2 separate regions of the Canis lupus genome follow, and region 1 is linked to region 2. A link is a contact called in public Hi-C data. All regions are on one chromosome and are shown on one strand. Each heading gives the region's core, a stretch centred on a gene start, on an enhancer-like site or on the middle of the called end of the contact. The rest is flanking DNA. Distances are from core to core; before and after follow the strand shown. Region 1 has its middle 11 kb from the start of AZGP1. Region 2 holds the start of COPS6 (COP9 signalosome complex subunit 6).

The links. Hi-C and Micro-C count contacts between places; a contact is called where the count stands out from the background.
Region 1: a contact with region 2 is called in a Hi-C map of blood, with 5 times the contacts expected there. The contact joins the enhancer-like site here to the promoter of COPS6 in region 2. A contact is called at or near these places in 4 of 9 Hi-C or Micro-C datasets (amygdala, blood and skin fibroblasts).

The regions. Positions count from the first base shown.
Region 1 is chr6:9,560,255-9,566,995 of UU_Cfam_GSD_1.0, reverse strand. No RefSeq gene overlaps it. Among named protein-coding and RNA genes, the nearest start is that of AZGP1, 11 kb to the left of the region's middle. Within about 2 kb of position 1,320, at least 3 of the 20 cell types and tissues checked have an H3K27ac peak or open chromatin away from gene starts, as enhancers often do.
Region 2 is chr6:9,444,352-9,451,114 of UU_Cfam_GSD_1.0, reverse strand. COPS6 (COP9 signalosome complex subunit 6) reads left to right here and starts at 1,482. Exons shown (of 10, transcript XM_038539327.1): 1 at 1,482-1,630; 2 at 1,852-1,977; 3 at 2,171-2,302; 4 at 2,630-2,718; 5 at 2,808-2,870; 6 at 3,177-3,224; 7 at 3,302-3,416; 8 at 3,510-3,602; 9 at 3,695-3,795; 10 at 3,902-4,160. The coding sequence starts at 1,507. The coding sequence ends at 4,042. MCM7 (DNA replication licensing factor MCM7) reads right to left here. Exons shown (of 15, transcript XM_038539315.1): 13 at 6,413-6,581; 14 at 5,570-5,679; 15 at 5,031-5,403. The coding sequence ends at 5,202. It overlaps MIR106B (microRNA mir-106b), which reads right to left and starts at 6,319; the gene lies at 6,261-6,319. It overlaps MIR93 (microRNA mir-93), which reads right to left and starts at 6,097; the gene lies at 6,037-6,097. It also overlaps MIR25.

The sequences.
Region 1 (6,741 bases), core at 71-2,570, 120 kb before region 2:
CATCCACGCTACCTCAGCATCCCAGACCACTCTCCTCTTTGTTCCTTTCCATGTGAAAGCAAAGGAATCAATTATGGGAATATCTAGGGGAAGAGCATTTGGGCCAGAGGACACAGCAAATGCCAAGTCCCCAGGGCAGGAAGAGGCATGGTGTTTAAAAGGCAGAATAACGACCAGTGGGCTGGAGCGCCATGAACAGGAAAAGAGTCATAAAAGAAGATGTTGAAAAGGCAGATAGCAGTCTAACTGTGCAGGGCTTTGCTTTGGGGAGGAGTTTCTACTGCAAATGACAACACCTGGTAAGTTTTAACCAAGACAGTGATAGGATTTGCTTTAGGTTTGTTTTTTTTTCCAAGATCTTATTTATTTATTTGTGAAAGAGCATACAAGAGCAGGGAGAGGGGGAGAGGGAGAAGCAGACTCCCCACTGAGCAGGGAGCCCCATGTAGGGGTGGATCCCAGGACCCTGGGATCATGACCTGAGCAGAAGTCAGATGCTTAACCGACTAAGCCATCCAGGCATCCCTGTGTTAGGTTTTTAAAACATCCCTTTGGCTGCTTTGTGAGGAAGGGACAATGATGACACAAGGGCGGAAATAAGACTAGATACAAGTCTAGGGAAGGACTTGGACTGGTATGGTAGCAGCTGCAAAGGTAGTAAGCAGCAAGAGTTCAGGGTGTATTCTGGAGATCAAGCCTCCAGGACTTGTAGATGGACCTGATAAGCCTTGAGTTTGCTGATGGGTGAGATATGAGCTGGGGCCGGCTGGGCGGGGGTGGGGGGGGTGGGGGGGGTGGGGGGGGGTGGGGGGGGTGGCGGGGGGGGAGGCGGGGAGGGGGACACGACTCATATTCGCATCCCAAGTGGATCTGAGTCACTTCCCGGCAGCACGCCCCTCTGCAGGCTGTCCTGTCGCACACAGGCCCCCAGCCTCAGCCCCACTGATCCCTACTGCTGGAGCACCTGGCAGCTTCCTGCTTCTCATCCGAGGAAGAATTTTCAAGATGACCCACCCGGAATAGTAGAATAGTATTTCTGGTACTCCCAGTCCCTGCGCTGGTTCCCAGGGTAGCTCCCCCACTCCCACCCCCACCCAGAACCAGCCTCCAAACCAATCCGCCCTACTCCTTTCTGTGTCCTTCCTCGCTCTCACAGCTCAGACCTCCGCCTTCTCTCCCTCTAGCCCGAGCTTCAAGCGAGGGTCTCAGTTACGCCCCACTTGCGCATCCTCCCGTTACCTGGCCCCACGGTGCCTGCCCACCCTCGGAGGAGGTAGTCCTTCCAGACCCTCCTCCGGGGCCCTCCCCACGCAGCTTTGGCGCCCCCGCGCGCCCCCATCGTGGTCCAAAGGCAAAGGTGCAGGCTGATCGTGCTCACCTGGGCGGGGTCTCCTCCCGCCTGAGCGCCAGGAAATGCACGCGCTCCCCTGGAACCAAGGAAGCTAAGGCCACTGGATTTACATCCCCGATAAAAAGCAGAGCTCCAGGAAGCAGAAATGCTTTCTACCTGGCAGGTGAATAACTGCTTTCGATCATTCCTAAACTAAGAGCTGGCTAGGGAGAGGATGGAACCCAGGTGGCCCAAGCTCAAAAGATCCAACCGAACGCTTCCCTGAAGCATCCTTGGATCTGCTCCTCCTGCCCGTGACTGCCCAAAATTGATTTGCTCCCTTCTTCAGTCCTGACTCGATACTCCTCGCTCTCACCTGCTCTGGTTCAAGGGCTCGCTTTTGGCTTTGAACTGCAACTCCTAATTCCTACGTCAGGCAAAAACAGTAAACTGGTGACAGATGGAGGCTTCCTTGACAAATGTGGCATTTAGGAACTCCCCTCAGCTGCAAGGAACAGCATCCTTGACTGCAGATGGTTCAAACAAGGGATTTCTCGGAGTTCTGGGCCAGCGTCTCTATGGAGTTTGGTCGCTCACCTACTGGTCAGAAAGATAACTGCAGCAGGTGTCAGGACAGTGTCCTCACAAATTCAGCTCAGAGCCCAGAAGCATGGTCCTGAGACCATTAGGAAATCCTCTTCCCCCTACAGTTCCTGCTCTTTATCGTGGAGGGAAACCTTCCTAGGAAGACACATACACCCACCCTTTCTGACTTCCCTATACATCTCACTGACCAGAGCCATTTTCGGTGTACATGCCACAGCTGGGTCCCTTCCGTTAGATTAAGAGTTTTCTGCCAATTCTTGTCAAAATCAGAGGGCATTTTTTAGCACACAAGAAGGAGGGCGATTATTTGGGGGTAAGCAGCCAACAGTTTCTGTGACACTTGAAAAAAATATGATAGGATGAGCACTGGGTGTTATACTATATATTGGTAAATCGAACTCCAATAAAAATATACATATACAATGAAAGAAAGAAAGAAAGAAAGAAAGAAAGAAAGAAAGAAAGAAGAAAGAAAGAAAGTCCAGATAAGAAAAAAATGATATAATGTTTTAAAAAGCAGTTACCACACTTAACAAAACAATAGCACATTCCCACTAATCTCATGAATAAGACTAGAATCCCTATTTCCACAATTATTCAATATTTTCCTGGAACTCCCAAGTTAATTCCTTGAGACAAGAGGAAATGAGAAGTTCAAATACTAGCAATCACGAAATAAATGACACTGATTAGCAGATGCTCTGCCTTCCCTCCTAGAAAGCTCAAGAAAATCAATGGTCAATTCCCTGAAATAAAAGAGTTCAGAAATGTGGGTGGCCAGCAAATATACAAGATCAATAGATTTCCTATATAGCAACAACAAATAGGTGGGAAATAGTAAAGAAAAAAAAGAAACCCAAGCATGATCGCTTTAAAAGGAATATAAATAAAATATCCAAGAATGAGTAGATGTTTTCCTCGGGGTTGATCAGGGTGTCTTGATTTATACAGATTATTGTTTGCAAGAGAGTTCCCCACCTTAGGCCTTGAATCTGGTACTTGCCATTTCTCTTTCGGGATCCAATTTCTCCCAGCCCTCCTGACTCCAGGTCTCCGATATATCCCATGTCCTGTTCAGACTTCCTCTCTACCCAGGCTGTGTAAGGGGTCTGGAGAAGCAAACACAAGCCAGGCTGCAGTGGCCTGAGAACAATTTGTCTTTAGATATAGGAATAAATTCTTAATATAATACTAAACCCTTCTCCAAAAAAAAATATATATACACACACACACACACACACACACACAAAACAGCGTACTTGTGAGTTAGTATGGGTTACTGGCTAAGTAAGCAGACTCTGGAATAAGATTGAACGATTTTGACTGGAAGTTCTGCTATTTATAACTGTGTGACCTCTCTACATCAGTTTTCTTGTCTGTAAAATAACAGTAGTACATACCCCAGAATGTGATGAGGGTTAAGTGGGCCAACACAGGTAACACTCTTTAATGGCAGGTACATAATAAACATTCAAAAATTATTAGTTACAAGGTGGCTCCATTGGTTAAGCATCTGACTCTTGCTTTCAGCTCAGGTCATGATCTTAGAGTCAGGAGATCAAGCCCACCATCAGGCTCCAAGCTCAGTAGGGAGTCTGCTTGAAATTCTCTCTCTCCCTCTCCCTTTGCCCCTCCCCTGCCACTCACACATGCTCTCTCTCCCTCTCAAATAAATGATCTTTTAAAAATATCAGCCATATTACTATCATGGTTATTATTACTGAAAGGCCTTCTTAAGCCAGGTACTGTTCAGAACTCTACCTGTATTAATTCATTTACTGCTCAAGACATCAGAAGTGTTCTGTGAAGCTCCCAGATCAGGCCCTTACAGGGAAGGGGTGAGCCCTCCTTCCTCCTCCGGTCTTCCTCACCCTGCTCCTTGGGAGTGGATGCGGTGCCTGGAGCTCTGTCGCACTCTGTGATGCTGAGAACCACACCCTGGGGAGAGTGGAGCAGAAAGCTGGAAGCAACCAGGGTCCCAAGTGCCAGTGCCACCAGCCCAGCCCTGAACCACCCAAATCCAGACTTTACAAACATGAGAAAAATAACCCTCTGTCTTGCTTCAGCCACTCTCCTTTGGAGTCTCATTGACAACAGTCAAACCTATATCCTAACTGATAAAGCCTGCCACCACACAGGTTCTCCCATTTGAGACATTCCTGGGTGTAGTATTGAAATAAATGATCAGAGTTCCTTTAAAAAAAAAAGAGGGGGGGTTGGAGGACACCTGGGTGACTCAGCAGTTGAGCTTCTACCTTTGGACGGGGCCCAGGAATCGAGTCCCACATCAGGCTCCTTGCAGGGAGCCTGTTTCTCCCTCTGCCTATGTCTCTGCCTCTCTCTCTCTCTCTATCTCTCATGAATGAATGAATGAATGAATGAATAAATAAATAAATCTTTTTTTTAAAAGATTTTATTTAAGAGGGAGAATGAGCACAAGCACAAGCAGAGGGAGGGGCAGAGGGAGAAGCAGACTCCCCACTGAGCAGGAGACCAACGCTGGCTGGATCCCAGGACCCCAGGATCATGACCTGAGCTGAGAGCAGACATTTAACTGACTGAGCCACCCATGTACCCCATGTGCAGAGTTCTGAAACGGCCTTTCCTTAAACTGAGACAGGGCCAATTAGAGGAGACAAGAAGCCTAAAGCAAGGGGTACCTGGCTGGCTCAGTCAGTGGAGCATGCAGTTCTTGATTGCAGGTTGTAAGTTTGAGTCCCATGTTGGGTGTGGAGCCTACTTTAAACAAACAAACAAACAAATTAAATTTAAAAGAAGAAGAAGAAAGAAGCCCAAAGCAAAAGTGAAATGTTTCCCAGGTTGCTTAGGGACCATCCAGGCAGACAATTTCATTAAGCTAATGAATGAAATGAATGAATGAATTCATTAAGCTAATGAATGAATTTTCCAGCCTGGCTGGAAAATTAAATATTAATAGTTGTACATTAATACTTGAAATGTGGGAGCAAGAGGGAGACCCCCAAATAATTTCAATACACACACTGTTCTCACTTCTCTACACCTCATTAACCTGGCCTTAGGCTGTCCCACAGGTGCCTCCTAGGTTCACAGCACCTGCTGAGAGACAGCCGGCTTCCCTGGACCTTTGAGTACCCAATCCTTACACGGGGATCTTAAACATTGTCAGATTTCCTTCTCAGGCTAAGGGCAGAATTCAGAAACATTTCCTCTCTAGGTGGTAAGCCCAACTGCCGTTGCACCTAGCTGCCACGAGAGAGCACTGTGCACCACGCTAACGGATTTGGAGAGGCTCTTGCTGCTTTGAAAAAGTGTGGGCCTGGGGGGAACTCTGGGTGGCATTTCTCTTCAATTGTGTTTGCTGATCCCTTTTATAATTATGGGGTCATCTCACTTCACTTTCACACCCGCCCCCCCCCCAGCATTTCCACCTGATTTTCCTGAAGACCCCTCAGAATCACCAGTTCAAATAACAGCATGATCTTCCCCCATCCACCCCATCCTCAAAGGAAACCAACTCAATTTCCCTTCTTCCCTTCCCTCTCCGTCCTCCCTCTCCCTTCTCTCCCTCCCCCTCCTCCTGATTTCTCTATCTCAGTTAAAGGCATCTTTACCCTCCTAATCACCCAAACTAAGACCGTTGCTACCTATCTCCTCCCTTTCATCCCGGACAGCCTAGATGTCACCAAAACCAAATTACACTCTCACTCTGGTCCTTTTCTCCACCCAGATTGCTCCTGTCTGACTGAGCCTCCACCAAATAGTGCACAATCCTCCCCAGTCACTGGCCTTTCCTATCATCCTTAATGCTCTGACAACACAGGTGAGATCATGTCATTTCCTTCTTTAAAGGTCAAGAAAGGTGAAAACAACCCAAGTTTCCATCAAAGAGTGATGGAGGAAATAAAATGTGGTCTAGCCATACAATAGAATATTATTCAGCCTTAAAAAGTAGGAAATTCCAGGGGCACCTGGGTAGCTCAGTCAGTTAAGTGTCTGCCTTCGGCTCAGGTCATGATCCCAGGGTCCTGGGATGGAGCCCAACATCTGGCTCTCTGCTCAGTGAGGAGTCTGCTTCTCCCTCTCCCTCTGTCTACTTCCGATGCTTATACTCTGTTGCACTCCCTCTCTCTCAAAGAAATAAATAAAATATTTTTTAAGGATATTTTCACACATCCTACAACACAGATCAACATTGAGGACATTGTGCTAAGGGACAACGGGGCTTGGATTAATCCAGAACTGACTGTTGGACCCAGGTAGTTTTATAAATAGGCCAGGTTTTTGAGACAAAAGTCCCAACGCATGGCAAAGAATGCGACAGAGAGATCTACTTCTAACATATACTGATTTGAAGTAAAATTTAAATCAGTTATTTCCTTGGTCTCTAATTTTTAACTAAGGGAAACTTCTGGGTTGAATTTACTTATCTGAGTAGATCTTCCTACTGAAAGAAATGGAGGTTTTCCATTTTCATTCTCTGCCTGGAAATAGCTTTACCTAAAAAGTAATAAAGCCAGAATTCTGGTTTCCAAATAAAGGTTTTTGGCTTTGGTTACTGCAAATCTGTCTGAAATCACTTCATGCGGCAAAGATGACACACCAGCCTAGAGTTAGTCAGCTCCAGAGCTACTCCTCCTGGATTTCCCAGGTCTTCTGTGAGTACTCTAGGCAACCTGTCTATGCTCTTGTGCCTCAGTGTCCTCAACTGTAAAACAAGGGTGGTGGTATGTTAAGATAACAGCATGTAACTTAAAATGTATATGTGGAATATACATTTCCCTCCTAAGGTCGACCTACGCATTGGAAAAAAAAAGAACACATAT
Region 2 (6,763 bases), core at 233-2,732:
CTTAGTAAGGCATCCTGGTTGCTAAATGTGGCTGTCCCCTGAATGTGTTTGTCTCCTCCTGGTTGGTCTTGACCAGAGGGTACTGATCAGGATGGAAGGAGGGCTTTCTAGACTTGTTCTGAAAATTAAAGATTTTGCCCTGACCATTCCTTGGAATGACACTTCTCCCTGTCCTCCCTCTCCCCACCCCATACCCACCCCAGGCCATCCTGGTTGCAGGCAAAAGGGAGCCTAGCAAACTCCAACTTAATTTTATTTCGGCCACCAGGATTCTCTTCATGGACTGACATAATTCTGGATCATAAAGACAATGACCATTTGATTGAGGGTGCTGCTCTCCAGCTCCCCCACAGTGGGCTGCGTGTGCTATGGCGGGCTGAACAGTGGCCCCCAAATACAGCCAGGTCCCAATCCTTGGAACCTGTGAATGTTACTTTACAGGGAAAAAGAGATTTTGCAGATCTGATTGAAGTATGAATCTTCGGATGGGGAGATTATCGTGGATTTATGATTAAGGATCTTCAGATGGGGAGATTATCCTGGGTTATCCCAGTGGGCACTGTATATAATGCCAGGTGTCTTTATAAGAAAGAAGCAAGGAGGGGTTTTATCGCACAAGGCGATGTGACTACAGAAACAGAGGGACAAAGAAAAAGATTTGAAGATGCTGCTAAAACACTGGAACTGAAGGAAACTGGAACACATTTCCTGGTACCTGCTGGTTGCGGGCACTGGAGTGGGCTCTGCAGGCTCAAGGCACAGGTCTTCACCTGCTTTCTGAGAGCTTTCACTTTGGATGTGGCACAGGCATACACTGAAAGAACCAGCTAGACAAATGGGTAGGGGAGCAAGGGGGAGTAAACGCAGTGCACAGCGACGTGCTTGGGCGTAGGAGTGGGGAGGGGTCGGAGTGGGCTGGGTTTGTCCCAAGCGAGTTTTGAAAGGCTGCTGGAGATGGAGGATAGAGGGAGGCCGGGAAGGGCTGGAGTGCTGGGCACGTTCCTAGTATGTAGGTAATACGGTATTTGCAAGGAGGAAAGGACACGCCGGTGAACCATTCGCGACCAGGTTTCACCTCAGATTATCCACTCAGTGAAATACCTATTTAGGTCCTTGGCTGTCGGGTTGGACGCGGCAGAGGCCCGCACGTGGGCGTGGGGCATACGAAGGGAACTGCCAGGGGAGCCGGCGCGGCTGAAGCACGAGGACCGAGGGCCGGGTGGCAGGCAGGGTCCTGACCCTGCGGGGCCTTGCACGCCATGGCCCGGGCGCGGATCTTGTTCTGAGGGCAATAACGTGGTTCTTCATTAATTCTGCAACAGTCTTAGGAACTGGGCCGTTTTATCCCAGTTTTACTGACGAGGACGGTAAGGCTGGGAGCGCGCAGGGTGAAGTAATTTGTCCCAGATCTGTCACCGCCGCAAGCGCGTGGCGGACCCGGTCTTCCGAAGTCCACCCGCTCCGGGGCCGCCCGCCCCACCCGCCGAGGCCCCGCGCCCACTGAGCATGCGCCGCTGGCCTACGGAAGCCGACGGGGAGGGGGCGGGGCCGAGGCTGGCGGGCGCGGGGAAAATGGCGGCGGCGGCGAACGGGACTGGAGGGAGCAGCGGGATGGAGGTGGATGCGGCAGGTAACGGGCCTCGCGGAGGCGGCCTCTGGTGACGCCCCCCGGGGAGCGACAAGGCCCCCCTGGACTCCCGGGAGGAGTCAGCAGTCGGGACGGCGATCCCGCCCCCTGGACTAACTTGCGGGAGGGATGTATGGCTCCGGCTCTGCCGTCTCCCGCTCGCAGCTCCGGGGCAGAACGTGCGGCCCCGACGCTCACTCGTCCTCCTTTTCCTCCACCCTCAGTAGTCCCCAGCGTGATGGCCTCCGGCGTGACGGGGAGCGTCTCCGTCGCTCTTCATCCCCTCGTCATTCTCAACATTTCAGACCATTGGATTCGCATGCGCTCCCAGGAGGGGCGGCCTATGCAGGGTGCGTGCTGGGCGTCAATCTCCAACCTCCTCTCCTTGGTCACCTGCCCCAAGTAGGGGTCTTTGCCCCCGCCCTTCCTGAGGCCAGTCCCCCCTCCCCAGGTCACCGTGTCTCCAGCATTGCGTTCCCACTGACCTCGACCCAGGGACCGGATTCTTAACCCTCCTGTTTTCCGTGTCGCTCTCTCCCCCAGTGATTGGGGCGCTGATCGGGAAGCAGGAGGGCAGAAATATCGAGGTGATGAACTCCTTTGAGCTGCTGTCCCACACCGTGGAGGAGAAGATTATCATTGACAAGGAGTATTACTACACCAAGGAGGAGCAGTGTGAGAGGGGGATAGACTCGGGGGTGAGGAGTGGGAGTGAGAAACAAAGGCAGAGTGGGGAAGATGGAGAGTGATGGGGAAAAATAGGAGAATGGGACAAGAACTGTGTTTGTGTGAGGAGAGTATCACAAAGGATCTCAGAAAAGGAACAGTTTAGGTACCCACCCCCCAGACAGTAATAGATGAGAGAAGATAGAAGGGACTAATTATTGAGAACTGAGCCAGGAGTTGAGCGGGGAGGGGAGAAGCTGATGAAAAATATACCAGGAGTTTCCAATGAAGGGAGGGTGATTTAAAGAATGATACCCTGTGCTCTTTCCCCTGCAGTCAAACAGGTGTTCAAGGAGCTGGAGTTTTTGGGTTGGTATACCACCGGGGGGCCGCCTGACCCCTCTGACATCCACGTCCACAAGCAGGTACACATGCATGCTGGTGCATGCTGGGGCAGGGCTTGAGCAGGGGAGGAAAGATGGGCATTGACACCCACATCCCCATTCCCTTCCAGGTGTGCGAGATCATCGAGAGCCCTCTCTTTCTTAAGTTGAATCCTATGACCAAGCACACAGATGTGAGTAATACTGACCCCATGCCCACTTAGGCACGGTGCTGGACAAGCATGACAATCTTACCCTCCTCCCCTGCTGTGCTTTACATCTCTGTTGGGCTGAATCTTCACTTGAGGTGAATTCTCCGCTCAGCAGCTGTGTGACTTTAGGTTAATCATTTAATCTCAGAACTGCTTTTTGCCCTATGTATAAGGTGGGGGTTAGCCTTACTTCAGTGGGCCCTTGGGAAGATTGGGAAAATCTGCAGAAGAGCCAGTACGGTAGCCCAGGTGCACTTGATGTAAGAGCTGTCTCCCGTTGCTTTACAGCTTCCCGTCAGTGTTTTTGAGTCTGTCATCGATATAATCAATGGAGAGGTAATGCCCTGCCTTTCAACCCCGCGGTCCTGCTCCTTGGCCTTTCCTGCTCCTGACTCTGCTTTTGTGCCCTGTAGGCCACGATGCTGTTTGCGGAACTGACCTACACTCTGGCCACAGAGGAAGCTGAACGCATTGGCGTCGACCACGTGGCCCGAATGACAGCCACAGGCAGCGGCGAGAACTCCACAGGTAAGGAAGACTGGAGGTGTTTCCTCAGCAGTGGGGGGTGGAAAGCGTGGCCAGGTGCGTTTTCAACCTTGGCCTCTCCCTGTCTCCCCCCAGTGGCCGAACACCTGATAGCACAACACAGTGCCATTAAGATGCTGCACAGCCGGGTCAAGCTCATCTTGGAATATGTCAAGGCCTCTGAAGCGGGTAGGACAGGCGTCTCCCTGGCACGCCTACCACTTTTTCTCACTCCTGAGGGTGACCTCATCCACATTAATGCAGTCCTTCTGTGCCTTTAGGAGAGGTTCCCTTTAACCATGAGATCCTGCGGGAGGCCTATGCTCTGTGTCACTGCCTCCCTGTGCTCAGTACAGACAAGTTCAAGACAGACTTTTACGATGTGAGTCTAAAACCCAGGCTGGGGACGTGGGGTTTGTACATCATGTCTGCACGCAGGACCCGGGACTCAGACATTCCCTGGGCAACTGGTTTTCTGTTCCTTCCAGCAATGCAATGACGTGGGGCTCATGGCCTACCTTGGCACCATTACCAAAACCTGCAACACCATGAACCAGTTTGTGAACAAGTTCAACGTCCTCTATGACCGACAAGGCATCGGCAGGCGGATGCGGGGGCTCTTCTTCTGAGAGGGTACTTGAAGGGACGATGCACAGGTTGGACAGTGGTCCCACAGGGGAGGGGCATCACACTCCCTTTAGAGAAACCTCCTGTTGATAATAAAAGAGGAGCAGCCCCTCAGCACCCCTTGCAGTGGCTCTGTCCTCTCTGTTGGGCACCACACGGCTTTCTCAACTCGGATCTTGAAAGGAGGCCCTTGGTTCCAGCCTTGCTCGGCAGGACAGCCTGATTGGGAACTCTCTGCCACTTGAGGTGACCCCGTCCTGTCAGGTGGATGCATCTATACTGGGCCAAAGGCTGCCTGCTTCCACCCAGGCGAGCTCTGTTCTCTAATGTCTCCCAGTGCAGAGACCAACCATATACACTTGACAAATGACTGCTTTTCCAGGCTAAGTGAATTCAAGTCTTTTTCACCAAGTGCAGAGGAGTATTTTCATTTCTGTGTAGGACTGCCCAAAAGCTCTGATCCCATGGCATGATTTATTGCCAAGAGGGAGAGGTTCTCTTTGTCTTCTTTGCTAATGTTTACGGAGTGCTTACTACAGCACTATCTATCCACACCCGACCCAGGAGCACCCCTCAACACTAGGAGGCAGAGCCCATACTTTAAAGGGACTGGTATATACAATTATGTGTGCCAGTTGTTCCATCTCCACCTGCCACCCTCCAGTCCCATCATCGCCCCTAGACAGAGCTTTAGAGTAGGAGTTGGGGATAAAGGAAGATATGAGCATTGAGGCATTTCAACAAGTAGAAAAGGAGAGGTGTTGGTTCAGAGGCTTTCCAGAGCCAGGGGGTGGGGGCACAGTAGGCCCAGGGGGACTGGAGATCTACTGCAGATATGATCTCCACACAGGACCTATATATAGGCCAGGGGCACAGTAGGGAGGATCAGTTCCTGGCAGGCAGAGTGGGCGCTTTAACTCCGTAAATTTATGGAGTATATGGGGTAAGACACTGAAGGGAACGAGACTCTAGAAAACCCATAATACCCTGTTTGAATAGAATATAGCAATCTACAAACACTTTATTAGCAAGAATAAAACAAGTGCAGCTCAGGAGAAAAGGGGGGGGTCTTCCTTTCCCCTCAAAGGCATCATGAGGTCTCTTGAGGGAGGGGTGGGTCAGCACAAGGGGGGACCCCAATGCCTCACAAGCTGGATGGAATCAGACAAAAGTAATCCGTGTCCGGGCAGTATTAACCTGCCAGACGTTTAACTCCTCATACTCATCTAGAGCCGCCTGGAACTGGGCAGGCGTGAAGCCTCGGGATATGCAGCGCTGCTCCGCTTCTGAGAACCGCACACTTCGGCCCTCGGAGACCAGCTCCCGGACAGTGGCAAAGATCACATCTGCGGGTCTCTGGGTCCTGGAAGAGCATGGGTGTTGTGTAAGAGCAAAGGACCCCAGGCCAGTGTTAGGATCTGAGGCCAACATCCCCCCTCCGTGTGGATGCAGAATCTGTAAAGATAAAGATTAGTCTGCTCGAGAAAGTCAAGGCACCTCCTGCTGCCTTCTCCGCTCATACCACTCACCTCGCCGTCTGCCCCTTGTCGCCCAGAAGGGAGTCCTTTGACATCTCCATTAGCCTTATGGCTTCATTCACATCTTCCTTCTCCACTGTGTCCACCATCCGCAGACGCGCCTGCGGGGAAGGTAGGGAGAGATGGGAACGGGAGGAGGGAATGGAAGCAAGTCAGGGAGCCCCCCTCGCTGTGGCTGGAAGCCAGGCACCCCCAACCCTGAGAGGAGAACCCCCCGCCCAGCAGCTGCAGTGCGGGGCCGGCACTGTCAGACCGAGACAAGTGCAATGCGCGGGCAGCGTCCAGCAATTGCCCAAGTCTCCGCCTCTCAACGCTGGCCAGTCCCGGGGTTCAGCTGTCCTGGGAGGGAGACCAGACCCTTCTGAGCTCCCCCCGGGGGCTCCCCCACAGCGGGACAGACAGGGCAGGGGGAGCTCGGCCAAGAAGGCGACTGGCAGAGAGGTCGCATCCCTGGGGCTCGGGAAGTGCTAGCTCAGCAGTAGGTCAGGTAATCACACTACCTGCACGAACAGCACTTTGGAGCCCCCGGGACTAAGGTCCGAGGCGTGCGGCCACAAAGGCCGCTTTCTAGTGAGGGGCCTACGTCCCAGGGAGTGGAGGCGACCCTGTCCATCCCGTGGTGAGGCTGGAACGGTGGGCGCAGACCTTTCCCTCCGGGAACGCCGTGCGTGCCCTGCCGGAGCAGCAAGTACCCACAGTGCGGTAGCACGGAGGACCGCTATCTGCACTGTCAGCACTTTAGCACCGGCAGGGCCTGAGTGGGAGGGAGGCGGCCTGGGGCGGAGCAGGCGGGGGCCCGGTAAGCAGCGGATGGCCCCCCCCCACCACGCTCACCAGGGCGGTGGACAGCCGCAGGATGGCCAGCAGCGTCCGGGCTGATGTGTAGGTGGCATCCTTGCTGGCCCAAGCCTCTCGCCTCATCTCCACATATGCTGCTGTTATGTAGTCGGCCAGGGACTCAGGCACCGTGGGCTGCTTCTCCCGGCACATGGAGATATAACGTCTATGGGAGAGAAGGTTCCCGGGAAAGCAGGACCCAGAGTTTTCCATTTAAGAAAAACACTTACAGGACACCCCTCCCTGCCATATAAGTGGGGGAAAAACAAATTAGCTTGAACATCACTGATGGGAGTTCTCCAAGAGTTTTTATAGGACTTAGATAAGATAAATACATAAAAATACATA